Linked DNA regions of Zea mays: region 2 is linked to region 1. A link is a contact called in public Hi-C data. All regions are on one chromosome and are shown on one strand. Each heading gives the region's core, a stretch centred on a gene start, on an enhancer-like site or on the middle of the called end of the contact. The rest is flanking DNA. Distances are from core to core; before and after follow the strand shown. Region 1 holds the start of LOC100285935. Region 2 holds the start of LOC100383080.

Region 1 (6,813 bases), core at 3,686-6,185:
TGGTTGACACTAAATTGATTATACAGTAATCACATTTTTTGAATAACTTATAGATACGCACTCTTCGACGGATTCATTGACTCGTCGTCGGTGAGATCTCAGAGGACGGGTTCATCTTCTCGTAGCTCATGCTCTCGTCGACCGAATGAGCAGGAGTTGGAGATTATGAGGATGCGTGAAGAGATGAGACAACAACGCGAATTTATGGAGGCTTGCAATGCACATAACCAAGCGATGTATCAAGTGAGTACACATAATTCGAACTCTAAATTATTATATTTCAATACAACATCTTCGGTAGTAACACATATGTGTTTAATAGTTAATGCAGCAACAGGGCATGACATCAAATTTTCCACCGCCACCACAATGGAGCCAATTTGCAAACACACCAGTTCCACCACCACAGTTCACCACCCCTCCGACACATATACCTGCACCTGGAGATAGGGTACGTTTGATAACTCTCCATTAATTTATATACTTGTATACTTTTTTGATATTTGCATTTAACGTGATGATATTTGCTAACTTGCATAGGTTACGCCTGAAGCGGGTGGTAGTGGGTCTGATCCAGCAGTAGGGACTGGATTTGTTGACTCGCTCTTCGCGTTCCCTCCTCCTGGTGGTGGTGGCGGCAGCTGTCAAAGCTTTAACCACCCAAGTGGTGGTTATCTCTAAACACTTGAACTTATGTTTGAAATGTCGTACTCGTTGGTCGATGTTATGTTTCAATACTATGTCGTACTCGTTGGTGGATGTTGGTGGATGTTATGTTTCAATACTATGTCGTACACGTTGGTGGATGTTTTAATTATAAATGCAAGTGTTTATGTCTAAATGCATGTGTTTGTGGATGTCGTATCTCTAAATGCATGTGTTTGTAATGTGGCTGTTATCTGTGATTTATGTTATGTTTGATATATGTTATGTGTGCAGAAATAGTAACATAATTTAGTGTTGTTTTTGTAGCAGTATAGGGTAATTTCCGTCGGCCCAGTTAATTCCCGTCGGCTATGGTCGAACCGACGGGAATTAACTAATAATGCTCGTCGACCCAGTTAATTCCCGTCGGCCACGTAGGGCCGACGGAAATTAATTCATAACTCCCGTCGGCCTGGGAAATCGACCGGAATTAATAAATAACACCCGTCGGTCCGCAACACCGACGGGAGTTAGCCTTAACTCCCGTCGGCCACCTTCTAGCCGACGGGAATTAATAATTCCCGTCAACCGCCGACGGGGATAAACTTATCCCCGACAAGGGACGCCTGACGGCTGACAACCGACGGGAATAAGCCCTAAACCGATGGGAATAAGTAATTCCCGTCGGTTTAGGCTTATTCCCGTCGGTTTCTGGCCGACGGGAATTAAGCGAATTCCTGTAGTGTATATCATTAGAGAGTTGTAATATGAGTAGGCTTTTAGTTAGTGATATTGTTAGCTATATTACTAGGCTTGCTCTTAGCGTATGGCCAGCTAGCTATTATCACTATAGGCAGCATGCTCTATAGCAGACCAACTGTCGGCCGGCTGGCTAGCTAGGTACGGAATGGAATGGAAGTCGTCGTCGTCTTCGACCGTCGGCGCGACCACGGATGGTTTTGTTTTTTGTACATGGAAAAAGGAATTAGTAAAGCAAGTGCAGCTGCGCAGCGCACATGCAGCACGCGAGAGATTAATTAAATTATCAGCGTGCGATAGACAGCAAGTATTTACACGTAATTCATGTCGGATCCGAACCGTCGGCCCAGTCTAGCTAGCTCCTGCAGGTGCAGCTCAGCATCTCCCTAGACTAGACCTACTACTAGCAGTAGCAGCCAAGCTAGAGTCAGCCAGGTGGTCATTAAACATTTGAAAACCCAGGTCTGATCAGGTCCATGCGAAGCATGTGCTTCATCCACCCCGGCCCTGCTGGACTGGACACTAGTGATCGATGAGGGCTAAGTGCTCTATAGCTAGCTGCTGACGTGGTGACACCTGACAGTAACTACTACTATTATATAGCTCCTGCTGCTGATGAATCTAGTCTATGGTTTGTCGCCGTCCTTTCTGCGTTTAATTATCTCTAACGCCATCGGAAACGTAGCGCGTACGAAAATCACGTGCGCAATATATAGAGGTCGTTGTCTCGCTCGCACGTCTGCGCGCCTCACTCGTCTCGTCTGCAAACTACAGTATTATAGCTAGCATGCATAGGAGCGATTCTGGCTACTTATTTGGGATGTTAATTTTTTTATCTTCATTATTCCATCGCGAATAAATAAAATATAAAATCTGATGTATATATAAATCCATATTCCTACTTTTAGCATCGAGTTTCTTAAGATTAGTATAAAGTAAAAGCTCAAATTTATCGTATATCTTCTCAAATAGTATATATAAAATTCGGATAAGAATTCAGATTCGGATGTTTTTTTCACTTTTTTCGTTCCACGGAGCAAATGATCCAAAAGGGGAGGGGCATTTGTGATTATACCCCTTTGGCCTTGCAATTGTGATTTTACTCCTAGTTTTCCAACTTTGTGATTTTACCCCCTCCATTTTGAAAACAAAGCCACCATTTGTCCCTCACTCTCAACGTCAATAGTGGAAATTAGAATTAATGATTAAAAACAAAGAATATGAAATGAACTAGGTGAAAGGTTCTAACTACCCAACTTCTATTATGTACGGATGCAACCCCAACACGAGTAAAATCACAGTTACACAATATAACGAGGGGTAAAATCACAATAAATTGTATGAACATTTTTTGTCTTTTCGCATTAGGTTTGACGTTGTCAACTTCATGTAACGGCGCAAAGGTACGACAAAGCTTCGCACGACTCCTTTGCTGACAAAAGGGTTTTGAGATACGGATCGATGATCTACGACGACACGATTAATCAAAATGTTATACCCCCAACATTGTTGCGTATTAAATCTACACCAACACTATGTCAAACCGGTAGGTCTCTAACCTTGCGAAACTATCCTAAGTAATAAGTTTTGTCTCCACTCGCTAAATCAAGATGTGTGATATGCCGTTCTTAATCTGTTCTAAACTCATGGTTTAGTAAATCTATATATATTGAATTCTTGCTACCAGATATATGTTGTAGATTATATTATTATGGTCATATGCATATTGTACTACAGTCTTGTAGAACTTTCACGTGCCTCCGCTATTGATGCGAGGATTCATGGTCCGGATATGTATGATGTGTGATGACGCTGTTACTCAACAGAGCCTAAATTAGTACTACAGTCTGTACTGGGCGATGGTGATTGATAACTGAGCTCGAATGGGCCTGGTCCTAACTGAGCCTAACCAAAACACGGATCAGCCCAACCAAGACACGGATCGTCGCCTCGTCCGGCCTGCCTGCGCAAGGAATAGAGTCAGAGTATGGGCCGAAATCAGCCATTAGCTCTTTCTTGGTTTAACATTTTCGGATAGCTCCCCTCCTTGCTTTGTCTGGTCGCCTGTCATCAGTCAAGTGTCAACGAAGGAATGCGACGGCTGTGATGTAGCCATGTAGGTCCCCAACCCACTGGTGCCTGCCACTCTACTAATCAGCCCCAACAGATCGCATTCGTCAGTTTAATATACAAGACAAATTTGTTCCTGCGACTTTCTACTTTTACAAGATCACAAAGTTATAACCACAGCTTTTTTTTTGCATTACCATATTACGATATAAAAAAAACTATATCACCATAACGTTTTATCATAATTTTTAATATGGTTTTGTTACATGATTTTATAGATAATTTATCATGGCAAATTATGTACGCGACATTTACGACCCTGTTTTGGTTCATAAATAAATGTTGGCAGAAGAAATTATCCAGACTATTTCTCAGCAAAAAAAAATTCTAACTAAACTTTGACATAATATTTTTTATGAATAAAGTAGCTTAAGCGTTTAACTTTTTTGTTTCTCAACATCTTGCAAATATACACAACATGTACAGCGTATATTTTTTACATAATTTCTTCCGGAAAGCTTCTATAAAAAACAATAAGAATAAATGAGAAGCAAAGAAATAAAAGAGGAAGAAAAAAGAGAGTAAGAATACAAAATCAGGACCGACCATTCGCCAACCGGGTGGTAGGTGGCAACCAATCAGGGTGATTAGAACTTTAGAAGTGGGTGCCACTCCACTCCATCTCCACCTCACTTCGCTCTCAATTTAAATTTCGGCGACGTCCTAACAAACTGTTAAGCGAACCTTCTATAAAACCATGGCTAGCACTAGCAGAGCCCATCAGGATACCACCAACAATCTTTATGGAACGAGTAGGGGTGGTCAAAAGAATCAAAAGTATATATAAAATCGTCTCGAGCAACGTCTTCTATATCCCTACTCTATATATCTCTTTTATAATCTCCTCTAAAAAATCTTAACTCTATATCTCATCTCTCTCCAATTGTTCTCTTCATCTCGTTTTCTATACGTAAATATGCGTATATTCAATACATTTTGCTCTAGGTTACCGTACATACGTAGTTGTCATGTCCTCAAATTTCTTAAAGTATTAAAATGGATAGAGTAGAGTAGAGAAAAACTCTATATACGAAGGAAGGATAGAGAAATGTCCTATATATTTAGAAGGTGTTTTTAGAAAAATAAAAAGTTATAGAAAAGTACAGGGGGATTAATATTTAGAGAAGAGAATCTTTCAATGAGCCTAACTGGGTGATAGGTGAGAGTGAGACACACGACTCCACCATACCCACACTTCACCTTTGACGACCCAACAACTGCGAACAAACCTTCTAGAAACCCACTGCGTAGATGTTTTGGCCAATGACAGGTGGGGCACGCCTGCAATTGCCAAAGCTGGATCGGTCGGTGTCCTTTTAACGTGAACAGAAAAAGGGCTCGCTCACCAACAAAAGAAGGACCCCAGTACCCCACTAAAGAAGAGAAGAATGTGGCGTGAACAGAGAGACCTGACCCTGAGGCAGGTGAGGAGGTCCAGGGAGCAATGGGTTTCGGCGTAGTGCACCTCCTCGACGCGGTGTTCCGCCGCATGTTCCGGTCGGCCGGCCTCCGCCCGGGCTCGGCCACGGTGAACGCCGAAGACGACACGGTCATCCACTACTGGGCCCACCCGTCCCTCCTCCGCCCGCCGCCCTCCGACTCCGACTCCGAGCAGCGGCAGCCGGTGGTGGTGCTGATCCACGGGTTCGGGCCGGACCCGACGTGGCAGTGGGCGGCGCAGGCGGGCCCGCTGTCGCGCCACTTCCGCCTGGTGGTGCCGACGCTGCTCTTCTTCGGGGCGTCCGGCACGCGCGCGCCCGCGCGGTCCGACGCCTCCCAGGCCGCCGCGCTCGCCGCGCTGCTCGCGGGCCCGGGCCAGCAGCACCTCCCGGGCCTCGGCGCCGGCCGCACCGTGCACGTGGTGGGCACCAGCTACGGCGGCCTCGTGGCGTACCACCTCGCCCGGGAGCTGGAGCGGCAAGGCGGCGGCGTTCGCGTCGGCAAGGTGGTGCTGTGCGACTCGGACGCGTGCAAGGGCGCCGAGGACGACCGCGCGCTGGCGGCCAGGAGCGGCGTGGCGGAGGTGGCGGAGCTGCTGGCGCCCGCCGACACCCGGGCGCTGCGCCGCCTCATGGCGGTCTGCGCCCACCGCCCCGTCAAGTACGTCCCCGAGTGCCTCCTCCGCGACATGCTCCGGGTATGCGCACATTCGCCTCGCGACATGCTCCGGCCGGCTTCGATTGTATTCAAACCGTGCGCATTTATGCACATGTATGCAGAGATACTTCGCGGACAAGAGGGAGGAGAAGATGGCGCTCATCAGAGGGATCGCCACCGGAGAAGGCTTCGAGCTTGCTCCGCTGCCTCAGGTACGTACTCACCACTGAACACCACCAGAGCATGCACACCGATCAGGTCGCTACGACTACGGAAATACGGAATGTACTATGAACACGAGCACATCGATGAACTAACTGCAGGAGGTGCTCATCATCTGGGGAGAGTTCGACCAGATCTTCCCGGTGGACAAAGCGCACAAGGTGAAAGAGTAAGTTGTCCCTTCTGCTCGGAGCTGTCCGTTTCTTCACTCACTCACTCAGTCACTTTTGGTTTTCCAATCCAACGCAAGTCAACTGATATCATGGAGTGTATTTGTGTGCGCAGGAAGCTCGGGGAGAAGGCGACGGTGAAGGTGATCCCCAACGCGGGGCACCTGCCGCAGCAGGAGGACAGCAAGCTCTTCAACCGAGTCCTCCTCGACTTCCTGCTGCGCCCTTCCTCCACCGCCGCCTGACCTCCAACGGCAGCGCCCAAGCCAAACAGCTTATAGCTCGCTCGGCTGCCGCCTTTTGTTTCCGGCGTTCTTGTTTGTTTGTAGAGTGGAGAGGAGGCGCTGCCGCCTTTTGTTTTTGTTTTTCTCCATGGCTGGCTTGTTTTGAAATTCAAGAGGGTGGCAATGTGCAGATCCTACCTTGTGTCTAATGATGTAGGTTTGATTTATTACTGTGGCACAGATTTCTCGACGCCGGCCATGTCTACGTACGTCAGCGTTGTTTTCATCGTCCGCGATCGGATTCACAGCGTGCGGTGCGGCGCATTCTCCCTCCGCCGCCCATCTCCCGTCTTTTGCTGGTGTAATGTTATGAGAGATTACGAGGCCATGCCCTGGTGTCCTCTTCTAGTTCAGAAGGCAACGCCCAGCGGCCAACGCCGCAGAACTTGCACGGACAAAAGGCAACTCGTCCACGCCGAACGAGAGCGGTTAAAAGATTGCAAATTTCCAGAGCGCATTCCTTTCTGGTGCTACGTACAAAACAGCCGAATGATCAATGCCATCTG
Region 2 (6,482 bases), core at 1,816-4,315, 160 kb before region 1:
ATAAGGCGTAACCACTTTTTGTTCTTGTCTCACGATATAAGGCATGCTCTCTCTATGCATACGTACATCGATGCAATGGTATAGACACAATTAAATACATTTCTTGGTCTTTGAACCAGAGGTGGTTGTGCCTTATATAGTGGGACGGAGGGAGTATCCTTAAAGGAGTGCTGAAAAGTATATTACTTCCACTCTAGTTTCTTGTAGCAAGGATATGAAAAAAGAAAAAAAATTGCCTCGCTAATAAATGGAGTGTGCTATGTCATTCTAAAGACCAAGGTGGTCTATGTATCCATGACATAAGCTTAAAAATTAATGTTTTGTTTAGCAAGTGACTTTTAAAACTCCTCAAGTAAGATGACACCTCGAAACAATTAATTCATAGCAAATATTGAACCTTTATCACAAGTTGAGTGGAAAACAAGAGATTCCCACTTTTGATATAGACTAATAAAGGTTAAGACGGACTTCATTTTGGCACCTTTAAGCTGAAGGATGGCTCATAGGTTCGCTTTTGGGAGAACATGTTGCTAGGCACAACACCTCTATGTGAACAGTGTTAGTGCCTCTACAATATCACTAGACCAAAACAGATCATGACTGCGGAACCAATGAGCACTTTTCCACCTAACCTTTCATGGCGGCGAGATCTCGTGGGATCAAAACTAGCGATATGACATCACTTGTTACCACACATTGCTATTTTTGCTTTGGCACCCTACTAAAGTGCATTTTGCAGCCCTCTCTAGAACTACTATCCAGTAAGTGGGTTCGATCAGTGCATCAGCTCCGATCCTCACATAGACACAAACACTGCAAGACCAAGTATGGTGTACACCCAACATCACCTATGCCGACCCTATTTACTGAAGAAAAAACAATGCAATATGCATGTTTGATGCACCATTGGGTACGTACGATGCATGTAGAGCACAATTGCTCATCCAATTCAAACAATCTTTGAGTTAGGTTTTGATTTCAATCCATCTTGGACTTCTTTTGAGTTACCTAGGACAAATTTTTGCAAGTGCGCAACGTATCCGCTCACTAGATTTTACTGGGTCAAGTTAAAAGTCCATACCCCTTATAGGACGACTAAAGAAAAAACAAAGACTCTATCACTAATCCATCCCTCGACACCATTGACATTTAGAACTAGTCGGTCCTTAATCTTTGCTAATCCATCACTTGACACCATTGACATTTAGAACTAGTCGGTCCTTAATCTTTGCACTCATCCTTTGTAAAATTAAATGAATTCAATCAATAGGAGCATAAAAACTATTGGTAGCCAATCAACCAATATCATTATGACATCACTAAAGTAATGCTACTGTAAAACACATGTTAGTCATAATGCTTATATCGCTAATAATCATGAAAACTAAATTAGGGATCTATATGCTTTCAGTGGAGATGGAGGAGAAGAATGTGAAAGGAGAGGAAGGAGATGATGTGTAATTAAGGTTTGTGTGTCAATGAGATGGATAACGTGAACAAGTAGATATTTTGGACCATATGAAATGTCTAACTGTCGATCCAATATCATTGGATCCATAGAACATAGCATGTTTGGGGCAACATGGAATTGTTGCAGTATTATTCTATATAGACGAATACTAATGGCAGAAATCCAAACTTTTGATATTTATAATGCATGATATGGTTCTAACTAATCCTTAAAGATGGGAGTGGACTATTTATCCCTCCTGGTCTCCAGGGAAATCATATCATCACTTGAATATTTTGTGGTCGACGCGTTACTAATTGTATGTTTCTACAGAATTGTATTACCATTTGAACGCTCTATTGATAGGGAAGGCATTTAGCTAGGTGGAGGAAAAAAAACTCTATGAAGGCTAGTTTGAGAACTCTAATTTCCTAAGTGATTTCTATTTTTCTAAGAGAAAATGAACTAATTTTTCTTGGGAAAATGGAAATCCTTTGAAAAAATGAGGTTAACAAACTAGCTCTGAATGATGCATCCAATAAGGTAAAAAAAAGTTGAACAGGTTACATCCCAATCCATCCATGTGCAAAGCAGAGGAATTACATTTATACACGGCGCTGATCACCGCTGGAGTGAAATGAAACAAGGACCACACCACCTACATACCATGCAGCTAGAGAGGAGGATCGGCCGGAGCTATATATATACGCATCTTTGATGATTTCTACTTGAAGAAGTAGGGGAGGTCGAGCACGTAGAGGAGAAAGTAGGCCCAGAGCACGCCGGAGATGCCGCCGAAGAAGAACCCCCCGGTGAACTTGGCCCAGCCGTCGGCGGTCTGCAGCTTGTCGGCCTCCTTCTTCCTGCCGGTGAGCGTGAGCGTGGGCGCCGTGGACGGGTCCCCCTCGTTGAAGGAGGCGACGCCGTACATGGTGAGGCAGACGCTGAGGATGGCGACGAGGCCGGCGGCGCCGAGCGCGCCGGCCTGGCCGTGCACGGGCGTGCTGCGGAGCGGGCCCGTGAGCGCGAAGGGCCCCACGAGGAGGTAGCCGTGCGCGAGGCCGACCTCGACGCCCCGCAGCAGCGGGCTCACGGCGGTGCGGTAGGCCGGGAGGTTGGAGAGGTACCACGCCACGAGCGGGCTGGAGGTGACCGGCGTCTCCAGGCTGCCGATGAACGGGTCGCCGTTGATGGGCTGCACCACCTGGTACGTTGCCTGCATGCGTGTACGGAACAATCGAGTAGAGCAGTAAGCTAGCTAGCTAGCTAGAGCTAGAGACGAGCTCTGGATCGGAATGGATAGCACTAGCAGCATGCACAAATTCTCGCGCGCTCTTCTTTTGTTTTCTTGTCTACTGACCTTCTCGGGCTGGATGGCCTTGACGGTGAACCGGCCGGGCCGCCTCGTGAGCGCAGCAGCGCCTGACAGGCCCCTCGGCCTCGAGTGCACGACGAGGCTGCTCTTCATCACCTGGCTCGCCATGGGAGCGTAAGCTGTGGCCATCTCCACCGACACACACACAGCAGCACGCGCACGGATCGGATCCGCCGGCTAACTCAGATCTGCCTGCAGACGCGACGACTACTGGCCGGTAGGTACTAGCTGAGGAGGGTCTCCTGCTTGTGACGGCCTAAGTAAAGTCTGCGATCGATCTTTAGGAGGAAATCCTGTGCACGCATGGATGCATGGGGCCTGCAGGCGTGATATGGCTCAGGCATGTGTGGCGCTCCTTGGGTTTCAGGAGTGATGAGCTGCTAACCCTATCCCTTATCCGACCACTGGCGTCCCGCCACGTGGAAACTGAATCTGTAGTGGCAGCCGGCAGCCCGGCAGGGGTGGTGAGCTAACCCTATCCCTTGTTCGACCTCGCTCGTTCCCCTGCGTACTGAAGAAGGGAAGGGAGAATGACAGCTTTCTTGATTAGCGACCTAGCTTGTTCATGGTGCGACAATGAGCTAGCTGCACGGCCTCAGAATCAAAGCTTGAAATGGCTTTGATGAATGGATCTTCTATTTGCCAATCGAACTCAAGACTAAATACTACTGCTAGCGTGTAGAGTTGAAGACCTTTCATCCCGCAGACACTTTTCATGGCGCATCGATCAATCTATTTGTGGATGTCAAATCGGATGTAGGTTACCCATGCATGAGGCACAGTGGCGTAGGGTACGCCAACTAAAATTTACAACTTACATATACATCTGATCAAACTATTTCCATTAAACCATTTAATAATTCAGTAATAGTTTTAAAATTTCAACATACACTAAATTACACACAATAAGTCTTATATTCAAAGTTTAAGTTAAAAATAACAATAAGTCTTAAATTTAAAAACTAAGATAAAAATGTTCACAAACTATAATATAAAATAGATGGAAAGTTATACTGATAGTTTATAAAATGTAGTGTAGGTTATGAAAAGGAGACTTGTCTAATTTTTTAGCCGAGAGATCTTCAAAGATACATAATCCATGTCTTGACTTAAGTCTACACACACTCGCGACTCACGAGTCGCATCCGTTAAAAAATCTAAGTAACCGAATGTTGGACTGTCAATTTTATGATTTTGTATGTTAGCAGGTCATCCAAAGAATTCGTTAGATAGGTCCTGTGGCCATAGACCTAAACTCAAAAAAATCACAAGCTACAAGATAATTAGTGTAATAGTTTTCTATGTTGAACAATTTTAGATATTTTTTCATTTACTCTCTATATATATACATGCTGGATACATGTGTATGGCATAACATACCTGGCATATCCCATATCCCTTAGCTACGCCACTGCCATGGGGCAGGGTCGGCCCTAGGCCCATGCCTCAGAGGTGACCGATGGGGGTCAAAAAGGAGAAGGGACCAACATCTAATATAATAGTAGGTTGTCATCTTACTGAATTCCACAGAAATGGAAGAGACACCGCATGCCACTAGGGCGCTATTTGAAGGTGCACCGTTGCACGGAGCCGGACTCACACTCACAGTCATCACTGATTGCAGGTCGCATGCTCACAACTTCTAGATAATTCACTATTCAATCAGGCCCCGTTCGGCAGGCCGATATCCAAGCCAGACCGGTAACCAAGTTAGCCTAGGATCGAGTGGAACATGGCTTGTTACTCATTCCTGGTCACCAGCCCATTTTTAGATTAGGAACCAATCCAGAAGACAGACCACCTAGACTCGTTCCAGACCGAGAATTGAAAGATGTGAGTTGAAATCAGGTAAAGGTAAGATTGTTTCTGGCCTAGTTTAAAACGAACACTACTAATATACTAGACCGGATTCTAACCTAGACTGATTTATTCTACCTAGAACTAGGCCCGGAATGGGCCAAACCGACCAAACCGAAGGCAGACTCATTCTTATTGCTTCACTAGATAAATGCCCGTGCGATGCCACGGAACGCAAATTGACGAGCCTCCAACGACTGAGGACCCTGGTGACAGACAACGTCAGTACAATGGTCACGATATAAATATACAATATTATTATAAATACATCGATCCAAATATATTACAATGTCGAACGAACATTATTAATATCGTACAAATTATTTCTGAAGAGTAAATATATAATATTTAATCATAAACTAATATGTTGACATCTTATACACTAATCTATTTTTACGACAAAATGTTAGTACACAATGATTATATAAAAATAAACATCGCATATATTATCGACCTCAATATTCTATGTTAGTTCAGAATTTCAGATGTGTTAACAGGCAACAACAAAAAAGCAAAAGAGGGTATGGTTCCATTTTATTTAACTCATTCTTCTCAGCTCCTTCATAGGCTTCTCTTTTAACCTACAATATAGTAGCAATAAAACGAGACAGATATAGGCGAAAAGAATCATAAAGATGAAGGATATAGTTTAATTATAGGAGTGCCCATCATTCGGGCCCTTATTACCTTAGCAAATTCAGCGGGAGGGACTTTGTCCCCATTATCCAACCATCCATCCTACAACTTCTTATAATCTTCATTGATCTTCCCCTGCTTCTCATAAAATACGTGCCCAGCTGTAGATGTAGGACAACATAATCATAAAGCATAGACACAAGAACGATATTAGTTGCAAGTCAATATCACAATATACACACATTGTATTTATATGATATTCTTAGTTTCTTACAAAGAGCTGTCAAATAGGGCGACAGAGTGGGTAGATTGAGGAACTATATAAAACATGACACATGCGGTAAATTTGTTGCTCAAAACGATAATGAGAAGCTATAATCAACACAAGCATCTACACGTATTGTAGTATTGGTAAAGATTCCATGCTGTTACTCGTAGTAGACGGTAGTGAAGCATTCTCATAAAAAGAAAAGAAAGGGTGGTGTCAAAGCACCATCGAGTGTGAATGGAGTTACCTTTATTTTTCAGCAAATCTAATCATCTGCATAGACTCCTAAATAAGCTATGCAAACCCAAACCTGCCAAATCTGAAATCTGGCCAATGCACATGCACCTGACTGTGCAGATTATTGGAGCTCCTATCATAAGGTTGTGTGTTACTGCCGTACTGAGTTTCCAGTCACAATGAACCTCATTGGAACTTCGAAGTCAGTCTACAAACTCCTCGAAAACATGAAACCAACGAAGTAAAATATGCTACAACATATAATAAAATCTCACCAGTGAATGCAAGGTCGCTGTCTGAATTCTCATCATTTTTCTCTTCATGATTTCTCTCATAAAACCCTTTTTTCAAATGAAGCCATTTAAATAATCACAGTGCATGCAAAATAGCATAAATGTTTCAGTTTTCCCATTGTTGCATGGATGGGTCGACCAACAGGTTACGCCATACTCATCAACCAACCAACCAATCAATCAAAAGTATATATACCAACCAAAGACGAAGGGCTCCTGGTGGCCATTCTCAAGGTAAAACGTTGTTACTTATTTCTTGTATGACGTGGCGGAAGCCTAGATGTTGAGGTCGTCCAGACGAAGTGCGGAGTAATGGGCTTCGGCGGTGGCGGAGTCGAGCACCTCATCTACCGATTTTCAGACACG

What was found. Hi-C and Micro-C count contacts between places; a contact is called where the count stands out from the background.
Region 2: a Hi-C map of ear shows a contact between it and region 1, with 1.6 times the contacts expected there. The contact joins the promoter of LOC100383080 here to the promoter of LOC100285935 in region 1. A contact is called at or near these places in 4 of 25 Hi-C or Micro-C datasets (bundle sheath, ear, leaf and 1 more).

The regions. Positions count from the first base shown.
Region 1 is chr8:17,298,791-17,305,603 of Zm-B73-REFERENCE-NAM-5.0, reverse strand. It overlaps LOC100285935, which reads left to right and starts at 4,935. Exons shown (of 4, transcript NM_001366736.1): 1 at 4,935-5,671; 2 at 5,754-5,843; 3 at 5,955-6,022; 4 at 6,139-6,444. The coding sequence starts at 4,979. The coding sequence ends at 6,268.
Region 2 is chr8:17,454,665-17,461,146 of Zm-B73-REFERENCE-NAM-5.0, reverse strand. LOC100383080 reads right to left here and starts at 3,065. Exons shown (of 2, transcript NM_001358030.1): 1 at 2,811-3,065; 2 at 1,969-2,666. The coding sequence starts at 2,954. The coding sequence ends at 2,175.